Regions from separate parts of the Zea mays genome. Here region 2 is linked to region 1. A link is a contact called in public Hi-C data. All regions are on one chromosome and are shown on one strand. The core of a region is the stretch at or near the end of the contact, and the rest is flanking DNA. Distances in the headings are between cores, read along the strand shown.

Region 1 (4,203 bases), core at 810-3,309:
CTCATAATATATGAGTGACGCCACGTGACGATTTATATGATATTGTATAAGTGCACAAGCCTAATTAAAAAGATGTATTTTTATATTAAAATCATAAAATAATGTGCTCAGATTTACTCATAAGTTACGAATTACTCCCTACGTCCAGTCCACATGATTAGTCATTTGATGTTTGTTCTAACTCAATCACTATCAACTTTGACCGGTTATGCCGGATGTTTCATATGTATAAAAGTAAAGTTATTAGATTCATCATTACTTGAACTACCATAATATGTAGTTCTTTTAGTTTAAAATAATTTGATCTTATATATATTGTTGGTCAAAGTTAAAATAATTTGACTTAGAACAAACTCAAAATGACTAAGTTATATGGAGTTATGGACGAAGGGAGTATAAAGGTATTCTAAGATCATGTGCATGCTCGCACTGGGTGTCGGGTCACATGTCCCTATGCGTGTGCCGGGACAACCGACTACTTCATCATGCGTTAGAACTTAGATGTTGTTTGTTTCATGAAATGTAATATAAATGCCAGCATTAATGATTCACATTTAAGTACAAGCGGTAATAAGTTTAAATAGACTGATATCAATTTCTAGTGTAGTATCTAATTACACTTGAACTTACACAAATATGATTTATCGTTATTAGTTACCCATTACGTTATAAATATATGAACGACACCTTATAAGAGAAGTTTCATATTATTGGTAGCACTAGGATAGTTGTCGAAACTATAGACAGAAAAAATGTCTGAGAGATAGTCACTTAAAACCAATTCTCGTTGTTTGGATGTTCTAAAGGAACACTCAAACTTTAGTTACTTAGGATTTTAGTTCTAATTTCAAGAATTCAGCAAGATGATTTTAATCAACCAGAAAAATGTTTAGTGAGAAAATTGAAACTAAAACCTTTTTACTAGAAACTAGAAGCGACGACAAAGAGCAACTCTAAGGGCCTCTCTGTATTCTTCCTAATCTATAAAAATAGAGATTTTTGTAAAAAAACACCATCCAACAGCTTATCTAAATATCTATCAAAATATAGCTACACATATATTCTATTCCGGGTTTCTAGCTAGCCAAATATAGAAAAAATGAATGACTCTCTAGAGTGCAAACAAGATATAAAAAGGCTGCTGGAGATTGAAAAGATATAGAAAGTGGTTTTTATGCAAACGACTCTCCAAATGATAATTTAGAGAATGAAATTTAAAAAGACTCCTGGAGATGCTCTAAGGTTACCAAACTTTTTATCCTTATAATCCATTTTAAATTTCACATTATAAATAATATAGTCTACGATACAAAATAGTATTTTGCTCTTCTATATAGACATGTGTTAATCATAAATATGCCACTCCAGTTTTGAAAAGTTAGAAACTAGTTCATTAAATAAACTAACCATCTAATTTTATAAAAAAAAAAGTTGAGTGGTATATATACAATTAACCTATTAGTAGTCTTAGAACCCTGCACCATAGATCTTCCATCTGTTTTTCGCATCAGGCCAAACGAGTGCCTACCTAATAATGAATCGTGATTTGTGAGTCATTGGATCATTTAGTCACTTAGGCTTTGTTTGTTTGCGTTGGATTGCATCCGGAATCGTTCCAGCTAATCAAAGTTTATATAAATTAGAGAAGTAATCCGGTTAGGAATCGTTCCGACTCACCAATCCGACACAAACGAACAAGGCCTTAGGCTGTCTCATTCTATCCATCTCTTATTTCACCCTATTTTTAAATCTACTATGCAAACAATACAAAACAGTTAACCTTACTACGGGCCCGGAAAGTAGTCGAAAGCCCGAAACCCTTTAAGGGCCCGTTCGTTTCTCCAATATTGAATCGGGATTCATTCCGACTCATCAAAATTTATATAAATTAGAGAAGTAATTCGGCTAGGAACCATTCCGGATTGGAATTCCAATCCGTGGAAACGGAATAGGGCCTAAAACTTAAGCCCAACTCGATCCATAACGCACGCGTTCGGCTTGCCAAATAGTTCTCTGACGTTCATCACGGCCGTCCATATACGATCGAACGGCGATGCTACATCCGTTCGAACCTCACGATCGCATCCGCATTCCGCACGGCCCCGGTAGCGGCCAGCGACATGTCTCCTTCCCGCCTCGTCCTCCCTCCGCCCGCCGGCGACCCAGGCGGCGGACTGCGGCGCTCTTACCTCCGCCTTGTCGCCCTATCATCCACGCCCCGCCACCTTGACCAGCTCCTCGCAGTCTCGCTCGCCTCCGGCCACTACGCGCTCGACCCGGCCCCGGCCACCGCGCTGCTGCTCCGCTACGCCTCCCTCCGTGCGCCGCCCAGCCACCTTCTCCGCCTCTTCCGCGCCTTCCCCTGCCCCGACCGGTTCCTCCGAAATGCGCTGCTACGCTCCCTCCCGTCCCTCCGCCCGCACCTCCTCTTCCCGTCGCCGGACTCGTTCTCCTTCGCCTTCGCCGCCACCTCGCTCTCCTCTTCCTGTTCCTCCCGTGGCAACGACGCTGCTGCCGCACGCACGCTTCACGGGCTCTCCGTGGCCGCGGGGTACGCGGCGGACACGTTCGTAGCGTCAGCTCTGGCCAAGCTCTACTTCAAGCTGTCAAGAGGGGACGACGCACGCAAGGTGTTCGACACGGTGCCGTCGCCCGACACTATCTTGTGGAACACGCTGCTCGCTGGTTTGCCTGGATCGGAGGCCCTGGAGGCGTTCGTGCGGATGGTGGATGCTGGGAGAGTGCGACCTGACTCAACCACCCTTGCATCCAGCCTACGGGCAGCGGCAGAAGCATCACATATGGCAATGGGGAGGTGCGTCCATGGATATGGCGTGAAGTGCGGGTTGGCAGAGCATGAGCATGTTGTGACTGGGCTCATGTCGCTCTATTCAAAGTGCGGGGACATGGACTCTGCACAGTTTCTCTTTGATAGGATGGACAATCCAGATTTGGTTGCCTACAATGCTTTGATCTCAGGCTACTCAGTCAATGGCATGGTTGAATCATCGGTGGAGTTGTTCAAAGAGTTGACGGCCTCAGGCTGGAGGCCAAACTCAAGCACGTTGGTTGCGGTGATACCGGTGTACAGTCCATTTGGGCATGAGCTGCTTGCTCGGTGCTTACATGCGTTTGTTGTCAAGGCCAGGTTAGATGCAGATGCTCTGGTGTCAACAGCACTGACCACTTTGTACTGTAGATTAAACGATATGGAGTCTGCAAGGAGCATATTTGATGCAATGCTAGAGAAGACCATGGAATCATGGAATGCAATGATATCCGGGTATGCCCAGAACGGCTTGACGGAGATGGCAGTTGCACTTTTCCAGCTAATGCAGGAGCTCAATGTGCAGCCGAACCCCATCACTATTTCAAGCACTCTTTCAGCCTGTGCACATCTTGGAGCTTTGTCTCTGGGGAAGTGGGTTCACAGGATCATCTCCAAGGAGAAACTTGAGCTCAATGTCTACGTCATGACAGCGCTCATTGACATGTATGCGAAATGTGGAAGCATTGCTGAAGCTCGGAGCATCTTTGACAGAATGGATAACAAGAATGTAGTCTCCTGGAATGCGATGATATCTGGATACGGTCTCCATGGCCAAGGTGCTGAAGCTTTGAAGCTCTACAAGGATATGTTGGATGCACGCATTCTTCCAACAAGCTCCACCTTCCTGTCGGTGATCTACGCATGCAGCCATGGAGGATTGGTTGACGAAGGGCAGAAAGTTTTCCGCGTAATGACTAATGAGTACAGGATCACCCCAGGTATCGAGCATTGCACATGTATGGTAGACCTTCTTGGTCGGGCAGGCAAACTGAATGAAGCTTTGGAGCTCATATCTGAATTCCCTCAAAGTGCCATTGGACCTGGCGTGTGGGGAGCGCTGCTAGGTGCTTGCATGGTCCATAAAAATAGTGACCTAGCAAAATTGGCATCCCAGAAGTTGTTCGAACTAGACTCAGAGAATGCGGGCTACTACGTGCTCCTATCTAATCTGTACACATCCAAGAAGCATTACTCTGAAGCAGCTGTGGTGAGACAAGAGGCCAAGACCAGGAAGCTGGTGAAAACACCAGGGTGTACTCTCATCGAGATAGGCGACAGGCCTCATGTATTCATGGCTGGTGACCATCTTCACCCACAATCAGAGGCTATCTACTCATACTTAGAGAGGTTAACCGCAAAGATGATTGAAGCTG
Region 2 (4,203 bases), core at 1,276-3,775, 180 kb after region 1:
TGGTCACAAAGACCGGGTCTCTTTCAACCCTTTCCCTCTCTCAAACAGTCACTTAGACCGAGTGAGCTTCTCTTCTCAATCAAATGGGACACTTAGTCCACTACAAGGACCACCACAACTTGGTGTCTCTTGCTTTGATTACAATGATCTTAGGAACAAGAATAGAGGAAGAAGAAGGCCAACCAAGAAACAAGAACAACAAAAGAACACAAGCCGATCTTCTCACAAGTCCTAAGAACTAGAGTTGAATTGGGGACTTTGATTTGATCGGAGGCTTTGATTTGTGTCTTGGAGTGTTGTGTATTGCTCTTGTATTGAATGAGGAGTAGTGAATGCTTGGATGCCTTGAAGAGTGGTGGTTGGGGGTATTTATAGCCCCAACAACCAAAATGCCCGTTGGGGAAGGCTGCTGTCGTATGGCGCACCGGACAGTCCGGTGCGCCACCAGACACTGTCCGGTGCGCCAGCCACGTCACCCAACCGTTAGGGTTCGACCGTTGGAGCTTCTGACATGTGGGCCACCGGACAGTCCGGTGGTGCACCGGACAACTCCTGTTCATTGTCCAGTGTGCCATCTGGCGCCTGCTCTGACTTCTGCGTGCGTAGTTGCACTGTTCACTGTTCACTGTAGACTTTTGCAGACGACCATTGATGCAGTTAGCCGTTGCTCCGCTGGCACACCGGACAGTCTGGTGCTACACCGGACAGTCCGGTGAATTATAGCAGAGTGGCTCCCAGAAAACCCGTAGCTAGCAAGTTTGAGATGATCCACCCTGGTGCACCGGACAGTCCGGTACGCCAGACCAGGACAGCCTTCGGTTTTCATTGCTTTTTTATTTAAACCCATTCTTGGACTTTTTATTGGTTTGTGTTGAACCTTTGGCACCTGTAGAACCTATAATCTAGAGCAAACTAGTTAGTCCAATTATTTGTGTTGGGCAATTCAACCACCAAAATCATTTTAAGAAAATGTGTGAGCCTATTTCCCTTTCACGGACCCTTGCTTACGCCAGGGTATCCCCTGTCCCGGGACCTCGTTGTGGCCCGGACCTTACTTGGAGGGATCTGGACCCCATCCAAGGGACCCGGCATGTTTACTTGAGAGTCCCGGACCGTAATCTGGGGTCCGGGTCGTGCGTACAGGGGTCCGGTGCTTCCTAGCGGAGGCCCGATCCAACTGATACACCATAGGATGTATCATCTTTTCTCACCAAGTGGTGCCCCTTGAGCCGTTCACGTGGTGGGGCCGGGTGCTGTTCACCGTGCGGCTAGAGATCGCCGTACGGGCACCGTGTCTTCATACTGTAGTAAAGAGTACCCTGATTTAGGGTACCGACAGGCCCGTTCGGTTATTTTAAGAAGCTAAAAAATAGTGCAGAACGAGCACTCGAACCCACACCCCTTTTGCTCCATAAATTCGGGGCTAACCATGAGACCACACATACCTAGGAATAATTCCTAGTCTTATTCCAGCTTAACCCAACGGGGTCTAACTGTATTCTTTTCCGAACGGCTGAGAGGATTAAAGTCAGACAATTTGGCTGGAGCAGGTGTTGAAATATGGACGTTATAGGTCATATAAAACAGTACTCCGTCCGTTTGAAGTTATGAAATATTCCAGCATTTCTGAGAGTCAAAACATAAAATGTTTGATAAAAATTATAGGAAAAAATTACAGAAAAACATGGCATCAAATAGATATACTATAAAATAATAATTAATAAAAAAATTCTAATGATACTCATTTGGTACCATAAATATTATTTTTATCATATAAATTTGATATTTTTCTTTACTCTCCGTGAAAGTTGAATTGATTTTTATACTATAATGTAGGATGGAGTTACTAACACTCGAGCAATCGCCCCGGCCGGCTCTGAAGATTCACGGAATCCATCAAGTTACGCGCATTGAATGAACCAACGGATACAGACTAGCAGGCTTTTGGCACGGTCTGCTGCGACGACCTGCTTTTCACGGAAATGATGTACTTATAGTTTGATTTTGTGGGGAACCACTGCAGTGAAGTTGAGGCCTTGTGTATGGTGCCAGCGAACTATATTGACCGATGACGTAGGGTTGATATCGATTATGGCGGGGAACGGTGAAAAATTTAGGTATAGCTCTACACCGTATAATATTTAACACACAATCAATTGTAAAATAAAAATGCACAACATATATAAAAGTAAAAGATTATCTAAAATGATAATAAATTGCTAAGAAACATGTGCATGATAAATAATACATAATATAAAGTTATACCGATAATTTTACTAGACACGTCTTGAAAATATTTAATATTTAGTGAACTCTAGTTAAATAGACGGTGCCAGGTTGGTCGTGTGCTTGAATTAAGGTCTAATTATAGCCCAGATGTATATGTATAGCCCACGTGAGATGGCACCAGTCACGAGTTCTCGCCCAACTGTCAGCAAAGATGGGCCTGTCCCTTGTCTCGGCCCATGTGGGCGTTACCGTCGCCGGCTCGCTAGCCTCTCTCCCTGTTGAGTCCAGTGAACCCAACGCGGCGCAGACCAAGCCCACCCCAATATGGCGCTGCTCGCCGCCGCGGCACGCCGCCACCACCGCCTGCTCCTCCGCACCCGCTTTCTCGCCACCACTTCCTCCACATACCCTCTCCCTCCCGACCCCGTCCCAGACCCCGACCCCGACCCCATCACCCCCGCGCCGTCCCCCGTCCGCACTCCCCCGGACGAGCAGTTCGCGGCGTGGGTGACGCGGCTGCGCCCGGGCTTTACCGCGTCCGATCTCGCCGCGGCTATCACCGCCGAGGAGGACCCGGACCTCGCGCTCGCGCTCTTCCGATGGGCCGCGCTGCGCCCGGGGTTCCGGCACGCGCCCGAATCCTACCTCGCCGCGCTCACCGCGGCCTCGTCTGGCCGCCGCCCCGCCGCGGCCGAGGCCCTCGTCCACGACGTCTTCGCGGGGGCCTGCGCGCCCGACCTCAGGCTCTTCAACGCCTGCCTCCGCTTCTGCTGCGCGCGCCGCAGCCTGTTCCAGCTCGCCTTCGACATGTTCAACAAGATGCGCGCCATGCCCGCCGCCGCAGGGTGCCGCCCGGACGTCGAGACCTACACGCTCCTCCTCACCGCAGTCGTCCGCCGCGTGCGCCGCCCGCCGGCGTCGATGGTCTACCTCCACGCCGTCCGGTCCCTCTACCGCCAGATGAAGGCCTCCGGCGTGGTTCCGGACACCTTCCTGCTCAACCTCATCATCAAGGCCTACGCGCGGTGCGTGGAGGTAGACGAGGCGCTCAAGGTGTTCCGTGAAATGCCGCTGTACGGCTGTGAACCCAACGAGTTCACGTACGGCTACATTGTGAAGGCCATGTTTCAGAAGGGCAGGTCGGACAAGGGGATGGAGTACTTTGCAGAGATGAGGGAGAAGGGGTTTGTACCATCCGGAGGCGTGTACATGATCGCCGTGTCGGCGCTGGCATTGGAGTGGAGGTTTGACGAATCAAGGCGGGTGCTGCTGGATATGCTGGATTGTGGTAGGAAGCCAGATATGATCACCTACAGGACGCTGCTGGAGGAGATGTGCCGGGCTGGACGCACGGAGGAGGCATTTGATGTGCTGGAGGAGCTGAAAGGGAGGAAGCGAGGGACATTGGACCAGAGGATGTATTCAGAATTGCTCGATGGGCTGCACTGGATCTCCCAGCCTCGTCAAAACAACAGCCAACCTGCGCTCGATAAGGGTTCTGATGATTGAAAAATGTTCAACGTATTGTCTTGTATTATTGTGGCACTGATGGTCATCCAAAATCAAATGCATGGCTGGTTTTAGTTGAGAAGACTGGCTGGATCTGCTTGAAGATTCACTATGAATTGATGTAAATGAGTCACCCATCTCACATTAGCGCTACACAAGCATGATTGATGCACGACCCAAGGTTCAAAGAATACCTTATGGGAGGTATGGCATCAAAATTCTCATGGTATACTGATTTCATTATTACTACAAGTTGCGGTGGGCACTGTCGGGACAGCAGCTCACTTTCAATGGCAACATTTGAAGTAATTCCTGGCGCAGCCATTCATGAAAATTGCTTTAGGTATCACATGTGACAAACGGCTGCATACAATTGCAGTGGTTTACGTTTAGCTCATAAAGTGCAAAACTGGAATGGTTCTTATATGTTTCTTGGAGTTATGTTTGTCTAGTTTCTGTGTTGTA

The links. Hi-C and Micro-C count contacts between places; a contact is called where the count stands out from the background.
Region 2: a contact with region 1 is called in a Hi-C map of leaf, with 5 times the contacts expected there. The contact joins the promoter of LOC100382549 here to the promoter of LOC103637971 in region 1. A contact is called at or near these places in 9 of 25 Hi-C or Micro-C datasets (bundle sheath, ear, endosperm and 3 more) and 2 of 3 datasets of contacts at active chromatin or transcription factors (leaf and seedling).

What each region holds. Positions count from the first base shown.
Region 1 is chr9:14,089,008-14,093,210 of Zm-B73-REFERENCE-NAM-5.0, forward strand. It overlaps LOC103637971 (pentatricopeptide repeat-containing protein At4g30700), which reads left to right and starts at 2,060. Exons shown (of 1, transcript XM_008660966.4): 1 at 2,060-4,203. The coding sequence starts at 2,121.
Region 2 is chr9:14,270,168-14,274,370 of Zm-B73-REFERENCE-NAM-5.0, forward strand. LOC100382549 reads left to right here and starts at 2,526. Exons shown (of 2, transcript NR_159452.1): 1 at 2,526-3,942.